Linked DNA regions of Mus musculus: region 2 is linked to region 1. A link is a contact called in public Micro-C data. All regions are on one chromosome and are shown on one strand. The core of a region is the stretch at or near the end of the contact, and the rest is flanking DNA. Distances in the headings are between cores, read along the strand shown. Region 1 holds the start of Fzd10 (frizzled class receptor 10). Region 2 holds the start of Stx2 (syntaxin 2).

The links. Hi-C and Micro-C count contacts between places; a contact is called where the count stands out from the background.
Region 2: a Micro-C map of embryonic stem cells shows a contact between it and region 1, with 2.6 times the contacts expected there. The contact joins the promoter of Stx2 here to the promoter of Fzd10 in region 1. A contact is called at or near these places in 1 of 39 promoter capture datasets (cranial neural crest), 2 of 484 Hi-C or Micro-C datasets (both in embryonic stem cells) and 1 of 115 datasets of contacts at active chromatin or transcription factors (the SCID.adh cell line).

What each region holds. Positions count from the first base shown.
Region 1 is chr5:128,597,787-128,604,870 of GRCm38.p6, forward strand. It overlaps Fzd10 (frizzled class receptor 10), which reads left to right and starts at 3,320. Exons shown (of 1, transcript NM_175284.3): 1 at 3,320-6,307. The coding sequence starts at 3,432. The coding sequence ends at 5,180. It overlaps Fzd10os (frizzled class receptor 10, opposite strand), which reads right to left and starts at 2,901. Exons shown (of 6, transcript NR_015517.2): 1 at 2,751-2,901.
Region 2 is chr5:129,005,512-129,012,595 of GRCm38.p6, forward strand. It overlaps Stx2 (syntaxin 2), which reads right to left and starts at 3,061. Exons shown (of 11, transcript NM_007941.3): 1 at 2,883-3,061. The coding sequence starts at 2,912.

The sequences.
Region 1 (7,084 bases), core at 2,070-4,569:
TTTATTGTAGGAGACGAAGTACTTTTTTTTTTATCTTAAAGAGATTATTTGGGTTCTCTCTAATCCTATTTCAGAAACCCCTCTCAAGACTTTATGGTTCCTTCACCCATACTGAGGAAGGATGCAGCTTTGATTACCACTGAGACCCATGGCAGAGAATCTTTTCTTTTTTTTTTTAACTTCTGACTTTACCAATTAAACAGGGCCTTCCTTTCAACTCCCCACCACCTCCAAAATTATTTAACTCAAGACACCATCTGACTCTTAAAGAGTATTCCTTCCAGAATACCTTGCACTCTCCTTGGTAGACATTTGCAAGAACTCTACGCTAATATCTACAGACAGTATTTTGAAATCTCACGTAGATAGATATATTAGGAGATTTGGGGTCCAAAGTACCCTTTGCTCTAGGATGCTATTTAAAATCATGTTTAATTATCAAGTTTCATTAGAAACCCTTGCTCAAATTTTGAGAAACCTAATAAGATTTCCATTAATTTAAACATAGCTCTATTCCCAGGCCAGTCCCCCCCACCCCACCCCAAAGCTTTCTCTTCCCTCTTTTATCCCTGGTTAAATATGTAAATAAAATGTCTAAAGTCGTTCTTCAAAGAAGACAAAAGAAAAAAAAGAGCCGAGGGGAGAGAGACAGCCATAAAATTCCTCCCAGCTCTCCATAACGCTTGCCAGAGGGGGGCCGGTTTCCGAGCCAGGGCTGAGCAGCAGGGGACCCGGCTGCTCTGGAGTCACTCGTCTCAAATCCCACACACAGGAGAGAGAAAAATAAAATATCTTTTCAGCTGGAGCCATCAAAGGGGTCCTTTCATTTATTAGCGTTGCCTTCCACTCTCGCTATCTCGGGGCCCTTATTTTTAGATACTAATGTCTATTTGTTGCTTTCCTTTCTTTTTCTATACTAGGTTGGGCAGATGGAAGAAATTCTGTTAGCTTTTTCTTCTCTTAATATATTTTAAGGGAGTCCCGGGGGTTGGGGGAGAGAAGAAAGGAACGTGAAGTGATCATAGCTAAAATAAAAGGTCGGAACACTGTAGAAGTAACCAGAGCATAAAAGACCAATTACGTGGGGCAGTCTCAAATAGCTCACACCCTGCTCCGGAGCTGAGCTCACCCAGGCTACTTCCACGCCCCCCACGCCCCAAGGGGCGGGGGGGGGAGTGTGGAATTAGAAGAGAGAGAGAGAGAAAACGGAAGGCAAAAGTGTCAGGAAGGACCCCTTGCAAACTAGTCTGTCTTAAAGCTAAGCGATAGCCCAAGAATCTTACCTGACTTAAAAGGTTTTGGAAACAGCGTACTAAACTATAAATATCTAAGTAAACCATCCTTATCCAAGCCGCAAGCGTTCACCACACCGCAGGTTTTTCTTGGGTCACTAACACGGTGGTGGGTGGTGATTCTGACTGTGTTAACCTCAGTCTTCCGGACCGCTGTTTCCACGGATCCAACTTCCTCCCGTGAAAGGCAGAGGGGACCAGGGGATCTAAAGGTGAGGCATGAGCCTGTGCACACCCCTCCGCCCCCCACCCCCAGGACTCAGCAGGTCCTGGGAGTGTCCCAGCCTCAGGTCTGTCCGCTATGTCTGACAAATGAAAGGGGGGTAAAGAGGAAGAACTCCCTGCAGATGGGACGCTGAAGCCTTGTTTTAATTAGAAGTCGATCCTCTGCAGGAAGCGCAAGGCAGGGCGGGGAGGAGGGGTCCTGGGTAGCCTCGTTCCTGGCTTGGCTGGAGCCACTGAAGGCTTCCAGGCATCTGTGCACCCAACTCGGCCCTGGGGTGCGCAAGACTGACTGGCCGAAAGATGAGCAGGGGACTTAGCTGCACCTATGCAGTTGGGGGAGTCCGCACTGGAGGTCCTGGTAGTTTCCCAGACACTTAAAACGCAGACCTGAATGGGGGTGGGGTGGGGTCTAAGGAGAGAGTGGGCCACCGCCCTGAGGGCTGTTTATCCAAAGCCAAGAGTCCGCGACAGGTGCCGCACCCCAGATCTCTCGGACATCTAAGGACTGCGGTGGGCTCCCATGGTGCACTCACTCCCTGTGCGGGGGAAGGAGGTTGAAGCTCTGTGTCCTTATCACAGATTAGCCCAAAACCAACCAAGGGGCAGGAGCCAGCATAGCAAGGCACGGAGAGGCCCCACCACTCTGCGTGGGAACCAGCCGTGCGCGTGTAGGCCGGGGCTCAGCCTCCGCCTCCCAGGAGGACGCAGGCCGAGCACATCTTTCGCCAAATAATATAAATACACAACTTCCTATAATAAATAAACTCAGCCGCTTGGAGAAACCACCAGCCGGCTTGGCGCGATGGTCCCCAACACGGTGGCCTTGGCGGGGCAAGGGTCACCACGATTCAAGCCAAGCCCCTCTTCTCGGGGTGCGGGGTGTCAGCGGCCCGGAAAGTCTCCTCCCCGCCCCCTCCCTTCTTTCTTTGAGTAGACCTTGCAGAAGAGGCCCTAAACTCCGGCTTCCCAAGTCCCCTCCCCCTCCCCTGCACTCGGCCCTTTTGAAATTTCAAAGGCAGCCCCTCCCCGGAGTCCGAGCTCCGCGCCCCGGGCAGCAAACCCCCGGCTTCGGGAAGATGCGGGCAGCTTTACAAGCCGAGGGGCCACTTTTTTATGAGCACGGTCATAAAACGCAAATCCCGTGTCTCTTTGAAAGTGCCCTCCGCCAGGGCCCGGTCGTAAAAGTAGAAGATGCGTCCCCAGCCCCCAACCCCGGGTGAGGACCACCCTTACCCGAGTCCCCAAACTTCCCGTAACCTCGGCGTCCTTGGGGTACCGGGGACAATCTCAAGGCCTCCCACCCCCCCTCTGGGGCGGGGAGGGCAAGCAGAGAGGCCGGCAGGAGGTGAGGCTGGAGGCTGGGGTCCAGCCCCAAGCTGGGGCTGAGGGCGGAGGCTGCCCGGGGCGCAAGGCTTTCTGATGCAAAGCAGCAGCGGGGCGGGGCGGCGGGCGGAGGCGGGGCCTGTCACCAATCGGCTTTGCTTTTTTTTTTTTTTTTTTTCCCTCTTTGCTACTCTTTGCCTCTTTGCAAGTCTTCTCATCCCGGGACGCCGTGCTGGAAGCAGCTGCGGGCGCCGGGAGGGAGGAGCTCCAGGGCCCAGGGCCACGGTGTGCCCGCGCTGCCCCACCGCGGTCCGCGATCGCCCGCGCCCGGAAGAAGAGGCCAAAGTTTGCGCGCTGAGCGGCGCTCGCTCCGCCGTATTGTTTGCAAACTTCGCTCCCCTCCCCCGCCGCCCCCCGACTCCGCTGAGGCCGCGCGCCCACCGCGGTGGCCCCGGGCGCCGCGAGCGCTCCGGCCAGACTGGATGGGCATGCGCGGGGGCCCGAGCCGGGGCGCGGAGCCGCGGGCAGCAGCAACAGCCCGTGCCCGGGAGCGGCGGCCCTGAGCGGCGCTGGGACATTGAGGGCGCCACCATGCAACACCCGGGCCCGCGCCTGTGGCTGGTGCTGCAGGTGATGATAGGCTCGTGCACGGCCATCAGCTCCATGGACTTAGAGCGCCCTGGAGACGGCAAGTGCCAGCCGGTGGAGATTCCCATGTGCAAGGACATCGGCTACAACACCACCCGCATGCCCAACCTGATGGGTCACGAGAACCAGCGCGAGGCGGCCATCCAACTGCACGAGTTCGCGCCGCTCGTGGAGTACGGCTGCCACAGCCACCTTCGCTTCTTCCTGTGTTCGCTGTACGCGCCCATGTGCACCGAGCAGGTCTCCACACCCATCCCTGCTTGCCGGGTCATGTGCGAGCAGGCCCGGCTCAAGTGCTCGCCGATCATGGAGCAGTTCAAATTCAGGTGGCCGGACTCCCTGGATTGCAGCAAGCTCCCCAACAAGAACGACCCCAACTACCTGTGCATGGAGGCACCCAACAACGGCTCGGATGAGCCCAGCCGGGGCTCTGGCATGTTTCCTCCGCTCTTCAGGCCCCAGAGGCCCCACAGCGCGCAGGAGCACCCACTAAAGGACGGGGGTCCGGGGCGCGCAGGTTGTGACAACCCAGGCAAGTTCCACCATGTGGAGAAGAGCGAATCTTGCGCACCGCTTTGCACTCCGGGGGTGGATGTGTATTGGAGCCGCGACGACAAGCGCTTCGCTGTGGTCTGGCTGGCCATCTGGTCCGTGCTGTGCTTCTTCTCCAGCGCCTTCACCGTGCTCACCTTCCTCATCGACCCATCGCGCTTCAGGTACCCCGAACGTCCTATCATCTTCCTCTCCATGTGCTACTGCGTTTATTCGGTGGGCTATATCATCCGCCTCTTCGCGGGCGCGGAGAGCATCGCTTGTGACCGGGACAGTGGGCAGCTGTATGTTATCCAGGAAGGACTGGAGAGCACGGGCTGTACCTTAGTCTTCTTGGTACTTTACTACTTCGGCATGGCCAGCTCTTTATGGTGGGTGGTCCTCACCCTCACTTGGTTCCTGGCTGCTGGAAAGAAGTGGGGCCATGAGGCCATTGAAGCCAACAGCAGCTACTTTCACCTGGCAGCTTGGGCCATCCCGGCTGTGAAGACTATCTTGATCTTGGTGATGCGCAGGGTGGCAGGGGATGAGCTCACTGGTGTGTGTTATGTGGGCAGCATGGATGTCAATGCTCTGACCGGCTTCGTGCTGGTCCCGCTGGCTTGCTACCTAGTCATCGGCACTTCCTTCATCCTGTCCGGCTTTGTGGCTTTATTCCACATCCGGAGGGTGATGAAAACGGGTGGGGAGAACACGGACAAGCTGGAGAAGCTCATGGTACGCATAGGGGTCTTCTCCCTCCTCTACACTGTGCCGGCCACCTGTGTGATTGCCTGCTATTTTTATGAACGCCTCAACATGGACTACTGGAAGATGCTGGCCACCCAGCACAAGTGTAAGATGAACAATCAGACCAAGACACCTGACTGCCTGATGACCACCTCCATCCCTGCCGTGGAGGTCTTCATGGTCAAAGTGTCCATGCTGCTGGTGGTGGGCATCACCAGTGGGGTGTGGGTCTGGACTTCCAAGACCCTGCAGTCCTGGCAACACGTATGCAGCCGGGGGCTAAAGAGAAAAAGCCGGAGGAAACCAGCCAGTGTGGTCACCAGTGCAGGGATCTACAAAAAAGCCCAGCACCCCCAAAAACCTCACCTTGGGAAGTATGAACTGCCCGCCCAGCCTTCAGCCTGCGTGTGAAGGCAGAGCTGGCTGCAAGAACAGGACATTCGGAGCCCAAATGGGCAGCTTTTCTTGGTTGGCTGGTTGTTGGTAAATCAAAGTAAAAAGAATATGTATATATATATACATGTATGTGTATGCATGTGCATATATATGCATATATTTACACATACATGAAGTCTACCTTGAGGTTCAGAACAGCTGAATGTAAAGGGTTCTGTTCAGTTTGTTGCCTCCCTGAAGGGTCGCTCATTAAGGAGGGAGCCTCTTGTGTAACTAATTTGTGGTAAAGTAGTTGATTCAACCGCCCTCCAGAAAACTTTTGTTTAGGCCTCAAGCACACAGCTGTGTATTCAGAAGGCTTTGCTGCCTGTGCATAAACTTGAGGCTGGAGAGCTCCTTTGTAAGCTAAAGAGCTTTCCTGGGGGGGGGGGGGGGCAGCCAGTGAGCCACCCAAGGGCCTGCTCTCCCTCCCTCACTCCCCCAGCTAGGCTGCTGTATGGGTGGGAGGGAAGGTGAGGAGGAGAGGGGATAAAAGAGGTGACACCCCCCCCAGCCCAAGGTCTGCCTGCAGATCCCTTAAAAGAGAGTCACTTCCCCAGCCTTCATAGCCATGTTTCTCCCAACACAGAGCCCACGCTACCCTCTCACCCCACTGCAGATCTAACACTGGAGAATTCAAATGGTGTGCAATACTTTTTTTTTTTTTTTTTTACATTTTCCCCCTCTCCCTAGCAAAACAAATGAGAGAGAGAAAAAGTATTTTGTTGTAAATAAAAGGCAAGAAAAGAAATCATCTAACAAAAGAATTTAGAGGCTCAAGCCTCAGGGTTGGGGGTTGGGGGGGCGCCTTCAGCCTGATACATTTTGTGGCTTTTTAATGGAAACCAAGCCAGTGTGTTCTACACACTGGGACTGATTTGTGGAGAGGAAGGGGGAGGGGGGGAAGCCAGTGGAGAGCACCAGAGGGCTTATTGACTCTCTGAATTGTTAAACAAATGATTTCCATGAGTGGTCTTGAAGCACTTGGGAAGACAAACTTTGTCTCCAGCCAGGGAGGGCCATGCCTGCCTCTGTATATCTGTAATATAGGATATTTTTCATGCTCCACTATTTTATTAAAAATAAAAGACATTCTTTAGTTTGCTGCTAGTCACTGTGCATTGGTGAGGGGAGCGTTCTCCATTTCTTAGCAGATTCTTGGGTGTGCGAGGCTGGCTAGACATGGACCATGAACCTGGATACAAGCTGGCAAAATAAAACATCCTGGGGCTCAGAGGCCTGTGTGCTGGCTGTGGGAAAAGGTGGCGGTGACTCTGCCCCCAAGGCTCCATGGATACACAGAATGCCGAGACCACACTCACCCAGGATGCAGCAGTCTTTACCTGACCTACTGTGTGCACCAGTCTGAGTGGACCACTCTACTGCAGCTCTGGGGCCATGGGATACATTTCAGAGCTGGATAGGTGAAAGTGGGACTAAGTGTGTGGTGGGGGGAGGGTCATCAGCAACAAATTCAGAAGCTTGGCCACCTTGAAGTTTCTGGTACCCTTTCTTCTCATCACTAAGACAAGCTATAGGCCCTGGAGCAGACCCAGGATCCACTAGGCTTGACTAAGCTAAAGTTCTAGCTAGAAGGACCCAAGGACACAGTTCAGCTCTGAGAAATTGGGGGGGAGGGGTCAGTGTAGACCTACCCAACTCTGACCTTCATAGCTCAGAAGCACTTTAAACTATTTGAGCCCTTCTGAAGCAGAGATACCAGCTTGATCGTGGCTTTCTGAAGCAAGTATTGGGGAAGTTTCACAGGGCCATGGGTCCTTGAGCAGGAAGGACAGGTGAATTGGGTAGTCTGGGGAACAAGTTCTAGAAATCAATGCTGGGCAGCCGGGCCATCGGTGAGCATAAAACCCAGAACCCAG
Region 2 (7,084 bases), core at 1,811-4,310, 410 kb after region 1:
AAGAAAGCCATTGGTGGATGAGGCAATTGTCTCTCTGTCCGGCTCTCTGTCTCTCTCCAGCTGCCTTAAGCAACAGCACTGGCAGTCAACCAGCCATCTGGACTACCCTAGGCCAGCACCAGCCATGTGCAACATTGCACGCTCTGAGAAACCTATACAATGCCAGCAGCTGAGTGCCCCAGCTCCTAAGGGTACAGCCTCTACCAGGGTTTTCAGTCCCCACTCAACTTTCTCCTACCACAAGCCTTTGTGAACTTGTGGTAACCCTGTAACCATTTCCCCCCCCCCAAATCAGTGGGTGGATCCCGAAGAGGCAGTGTTGGGGTGGTGCAAACACAAACTTTCCTTGGCAAAGGAGGTCTGTGATGGGTCCGCACTTCTCCGGTCTATATAACCAGGCTGTCCAGCTCATTTGGTGAGTGCCCTGTACAGGCTTCTTTCAAGTGGTCTTGCTCCACCCGCTCGCAGTGGTGAGGGGACTGGTGGTGTGGAGAAAGGCAGATGCAGCAAGCTCTCACAGTGGAGTAGAGGGCCTGAAAGCACATTGAGTCGCAGCAGCCATAGGGGAGAAACCTGGAGACAAGGGTCAGCAGCAGCAGCAGCAGCAGCGGCAGCACAAGGGTCAGTGATTGCATAGAAGGAAACGGATCAACAGCTCTAGGGAGTAACAGGAAGGCGCAGAGGACTGTCAGAGTTGAGGCCGGAGGCGCACAGCACGGAAGCGCTTAAAGGCCAGAGAAGCAGGGGCTAGAGAGACAGCTCAGTGGTTAAGATTGCTCTTCCAGAGGATCAGGACTCAATTCCCAACACTTACACGACAGTGCCTAACTTTCTCTGACCCCAGGAACCAACACTCTCACACAGACACACGTGCCGGCAAAACACCAATGCACGTCAAATAGAAAAATAAATAAATTATTTAAAAAGGAAGTGGTGGTGACAGAGAAGAGGATCCGGCACCTAGTCACCGGAACAGTCCCAAAGAGCTGCCCAGGGACACTTGCTCTGGGTCCCACTCCTAGCACCTGAGCTGTGACACTACAGGGCGCCACCTGCTGCTGCTCTTCCAGGCGGTCCACAAAACCTGCCAAGAGTCCAGCGCTGGCAGTTTGCAAACTGCTCTCCTTCCCAGGTTTCCCCCTCAATCCAGCCAAGGGTCTCCCCCCCCCAACAAACTCCCCCAGGCCAGTGGGGGGGTCATAAAGCCTATCAGCACAGCAACACAGATGCTCCGTGTGTAGACATGTAAAAGCTGCTGTGCTCAAGGGAGCAGAGAACAGACTGGTTACAGGGTCTGGGAAGAATGGACGTGAGCAGCGCACACAGGTGGCTCTGGGGTCCGGCTGGATGGAAAAGACTGCCTTCCAACGTTCTGCATCGCAGTGCGTGGCTGTGGCTGATGCCTGCAGTAGCCAGTGAGGAGGGTCTTGAGGTTGTCTCTCTGTTTCTTAAGACAGGGTTTCTCTCTCTGTAGCCCTGGTTGTCTTGGAACTCACTCTGTAAACCAGGCTAGCCTTGAACTCAAAAGAGATCTGCCTGCCTCTGTCTCTCAAACGCTGGGATTAAAGGTGTGCGCCACCACAGCCTGGCTGGTCTTGAAGTTCTCATCCCAAAAGAATGATAAACACCTGAAAGGGTAGGGCCAAACGCCATGACTGGGCCTGCACTGTATATATGTTCTGAATGTCACATCTACCCCAAAACTGGGTACAATAACTGACCGCTGCAAATGCAGATATACTGTATACACACTCCCCGTTAAAAAGCTCAGCTTTTCTCTTCTCAAAATGCTCACTAGTGACTAAAAGCCTGTGTTAAAACGTAAATACAGTTCTGGCCCCCAGTGGGTAGTGCTGACCGAAGCAGGTACCTAGCCCCTGAGCTCCAGGTTTGTGTGGGGTGTCTGTGAGAGACTCAGCACAGCATTCTGTATCAGGCCATGAAATAAAGCAGTTAGAAAGGGTATCATCCAGGGTGGGGCAGGCAGTTGGAGAGGCTGTGATAAGAGCCTTGCAAAAAAAAAAAAAAAAAAAAAAAAACAGGCAGGCAGTCCAACATCAGCCCAAGCGCAGCCCTTGCTCCTTGCCTAAAACCCTGAGCCACACTCTCACCCACTGAAATCAACCCTGTCAGGTGGCCAAGAGGACTCCGACCCAAACATCGGTACACAGGAGTAGTGCCAGGGCAGGCGGAGAGGACTCACCTCAGACACCTACCAGCATCTGTGCCCAGAAGTGCCCTGTAAGATGCTCCCAGCACCGGCCCCGAACCTCTCCCACAGCCCATTCCTGGAGTCCCAACAAACTGTGACCCTTGGAACCCAAGGAAGACCAGGAGCCTTGTCGCAAGAATCGACTTGCATGCAGCCCTGACCAGGGTCTCCTGGAGACCTCCCAAGAATGCTCCTGAAGCCCCACCCTAACACCCCTGAAGACGCCAAGGACCCCAGAGCCCTTTCCCTGAGACTCTGCTCAGAAACACCGATTGGGTTCCTCTTGTGCATCTTGTGACTCTTGAAGAACCGAAAGCTCCCTGGGACCCTGCTAGGAGGCTGCCTGGATCCTTCCTGAAGACTACGCCCTGCCATCCCTGGAGACACCGAAGCCTCTGGAGGCCCCGGGGCTCCTAGAACCCTCTTATTAGATTCCCTCCTAGAGACGCTGCCCAGTTGCCTCCAGGGGCGTTCCTCCTCGGAGCTCCCTCCCCAGGTTCCCCTCCTGGACTCCCCTCCGTCCCCCTACTCAGACTCCTCCTAAGGTCTTGCTTCTGGACTCCCCTCCTTGCGTCTCTCCACCCCAACTCCCCAGGTTCTTCCTGGGGTTTTTGCCCGACCCACAACAGCTCGCCCGCCGGCTCAGACCGCTATGCGGCTTTCTGCTCACCGCCGTGAGGTCGGGCAGCCGGTCCCGCATCCCCACCGGCCAGCAGGGCGGGGCACCCGCCGCTCAGCTGCCCCGCCGCACACTCTCCGGTGGCCGCGTCGCCGCCTCTGCCTGCCGGGGTCCTGGCCCCGCGCCGCCGCCCTCCCTCGGGCAGGCGCTGCCACGGCAACCGCGCCCGCGCTCTCTGCGCTTGCGCCTGCCCCACCCCCTCCCGCGGGACCCAAGGCACCTGGGCGGGTCGTCGCGAGGGGTGGGGAAGTGGGTGTGGTTCCATCTAGGGGCGGGGCCTGGCCTAAAGTCCTCTCGCTGCGTGGCTTGACTAGTTAACACACTGTCCATCCTTGCTGGTTTCTGCACTTTCGCTCGTTTTGTTTACTTAAAACTTTCGAGAGCTGGGGCTATAGGTCAGTGGTTAGCCTTTGCCCACCATGCCCTAGATTTAAAGCCCAACAGCGGAAAAAGCAAAATTCTAAATTCACCATTACAGCACACACTGACAGCAAAGGAATTAGAATAAGGTAGGCTCACCGATTGATCACCTAACCCTGAGAGCTCCACACCTGGGTCCTCAAAGAAAACCTGCAGGTCCCACCCTGGATGCAGTTCTGGTGGGAGAATCAGGCAAAGCGGTTGCTTTTCTGGTCACTGTGGCAGTCTACCCATCAAAAGCTAAGTAAGGGAGGAAGGATTTATATTGGCTCATGGTCTCAGGGGCTAAAGTTCATTGTGTCAGAAAAGTTATGGCTGCAGATGGCCGCCAATGTTGGGGGAGGGGGGGAAGAGGGGACATTAACCTTAACCCTTCACATTTTGGAGGGACAGGAGGCCAAGGCAGACATGACAGGTGTGGTCCAGGCTAGAGCCCTCGAGGGTAGATTGTCAGCCACTCACTTTCTACAGTGAGACCACCCTTCCTAAAAGTCCCACAACCTCCCAAAAGCCTGCCACCAGCTGAGAAACAAGTATTCCAACACAGGAGTCTGCAAAGACATTTCACAGTCAAATAACAACCCAGGAAAGGAGACCGATTAACACCTAACACCAGCACAGAGGTGTGCATAGGGTAGAGAGTGGGGAAGACCAGAGGTGTGCCCCTCCTAGAGAGCCAATACCCCAGTGATGGTAAAATTTGATTGTCACCAAAGAGAGAAGCCTCTGGGCTCCTTTAGGAGGGATTGTCTAGATTAGGGAAATTGACAAGGGGAAACTCTTCTTAACTGTGGGCAGCACCATCCCACGTTCTGGGGTCCTGATTCAAAAAGAGGAGGCAGTGAGCTGAGTGCCAGCATCCATCACTTTCTGCTTCCTGACTGTGGATGCCATGTGACCAGATACCTCAACCCGCTGACATAACTCTCCTACCATGACAGGCTCCAACTGTGAGGGAAAGTTACCCTATCCAACTTCCTCTCTCTCTCTCTCTCTCTCTCTCTCTCTCTCTCTCACACACACACACGCACACACACACACACACACATTTACTTATGGGTAGCACACATGTAGAGATGAGAGAACAACTTTCAGGATTTGGTTCTTTTCAACTATGTAGGTTCCTGAGACAGAACTCAGGCCAGGCTTGGTGGGAAATACTTCTAACTGCCGAGCCATCTCACCGGCCGGTGGCTTTCATTCTTAGCGTGTGAGCTAAGTCTCTGCAAGATGGGGCACACTTACCAGTACTGTGTCACAAATTTGCACGGGAGCCTATCCTTATGTTGGTGTTCCCCAAATATGAACCGAGTTGGACACGGTCTAGGACTAATGCTTCAGGCAGCAAGGCAGATCTGAGAAGAAAAAAGGAAGGAAGGAGGGAAGGAAAGATGGAGGGAGAAGAGAACTTTTTGTTTGTTTGTTTGTTTTCTGTTTTGTTTTTATTGTCGTCTTTTATTTTGGTTTTGGATTTGTCTTTTTCCAGACAGGGTTGTCTTTGTGTATTCCTGGCTGTCCTGGAACTAGAGCTGTAGACCAGGCTGGTCTTGAACTCACAGAGATCCACCTTTCTACCTCTCCTGAGTGCTGGGATTAAAGGTGTGTGCCACCATCTCCCGGCCAAGCATGTATATAATTTATAAAAAACATTTAAACTCTAAAGATAGAAGGCTTTAGGTCGTGAGGGCAGTCTTGTTTTGCTTTGTTTCTTTGAGACAAAGTCTCCAGGCTGGCCTCAAACCTCCCCCCCCCCCCACCCCCATGTAGCTGAGGATGACATGAACTTCTGACCCTCCTGCATTAGCCTTCTAAATGCTGGGATCTCAGACATGTCATACTATGTCTGGGAACAAAAGCAGGTTGAAGGTTACATTTCTATTCTGAGTGTGGCTCCTACCTGTAGTTACAGGATCTGGAGGCTGAAGCAGGAATGATACAAAATTGAGCCAACACAGACTACATAGTGTGAGACCCTGTTTCAACAACAACAACAACAATCTAGTTCTGTATTGTTTCAATGGGAAAACATGCTAAAAAAAAAAAAATCCAGGTAGCATGGAGACACTGTGGGGACCAAGAGAATGAAACAACTACAAAGTGATCTTTTTTTAAAAAATATATTTATTTATATTATTTACATATATGAATACATCATAGCTGTCTTATGGTAAGAAGAGAGCATCAGATCCCATTACAGATGGTTGTGGGCCACCATGTGGTTGTTGGGAATTGAACTTAGGGCCTTTGGAAGATTAGTCAGTGCTCTTAACCGCTGAGCCATCTCTCCAGCCCCTACTACTAAGTGATCTTAAAGTTGGGCTTCACATCTGAGACATGCTACCCACGCATATTGTAAACTATTGGGTTTTTTTTTTCCCCTAGTGCTGGCCCTTATTCATGCTGGGTGAACACTTCACCACTGAGCTGTACCCCCAGCTCTCTCTATAGTTTTCAGTTCTTAGACAGGGTCTCATCAGTTGCTCAGGCTGGCCTTGAATTTTCTCTGTAGCCCACACTGGCCTTGAATGTGTGATCCTTCTGGGTTTACAGGCTTGGATAGGAGTGTGGGAACTCCGTCTTGTAAGGGTTGTGTTACATCCGCAGACAGAGATGTTGGATTGTAACCCCCTCTCACTATGAATGGGACCTTTGAGAAGAAAGGACCATTTGCAGTTCAGCTTAATGTGAGATGAAGTCGTGACTCAGGGCTCTACTTCAGCAATAGTGTTCCTAGAGGAGGAGAGTGAGAGACAGACATGTAGACAGATAATACAGCAGGATGTGGTGACTGTGTCACTGCAGCCAGGTGGCTACAAACCAAGGGGTGGCCACGAATACCAGAAACTCAAAAGCCCAGGGGGGCAGCTGGGGACATATCCCCAGGAGCCTTCAAAGATAGCATGGCCTGCCCACTCCTGGGTTTCAGACTTTCAGAAACATCTCTGGCAGGGCTTGGTGGTGCAGGCATGTCACCCCAGGTTCTCAGAAGACAGGCAGGAGGAACCCAGGTTCCAGTCCAACCTGGGCTGCAGAGTGAATACAAGGATATTCTGGGAAATTTAATGAGATATTTGTCTCCAAGCGAAGTGTAACAAGATGGATGGCTGGAGGATGCAGCTCAGTAGGAGCGTTTGCCTAGCAACTGTGAGGCCTTCGGATTAATACCAGGGCGGGGTAGGGGATCCATTTCTGTCCTATTAAGGGTCCCAGTTTGTGGTATTTTGTTAAGCCAATGACACCTTGTAATTATCATATAAATAGCACAGTTATGCTGCGCATAGTGGCTGTTGACACAGCTTATTAAGAATCCACTTTCAAAATCAGGCATTGAAAATGTGTCACACATCTTGAAACTAAAAAAGCAAATGTTTGAGATAAATACACACTTGAGCATATGCTAGAAAGAACATATAATAGGATGCTATAGATTCATACACAAACACACACACACACACACACACACACACACAGATACACACACACACTTACATCTCTACCTATGAGCATCCCAGGCCCACCTCAACCTTTAAGAAGTCCTAGAACAGTTTTAGATTTTCTTCTGGTTACCTCTCCTTTCTTAAGACCAGATTCTTCTAAAGTGACATGGAACACAGAGTCAAAATACCCAGAAACTGCAAGAGTGTGGGCGGATAGCACACTGCTCTTAAAAGTCCCTCTAGGCTGAGGAACTGCCATCACTCCTAACCTGGGAAACCAGCTCAGTATGACTGGCATCCCTCACATTCCAATGACAAGGCTGAGATCAAGGTGCT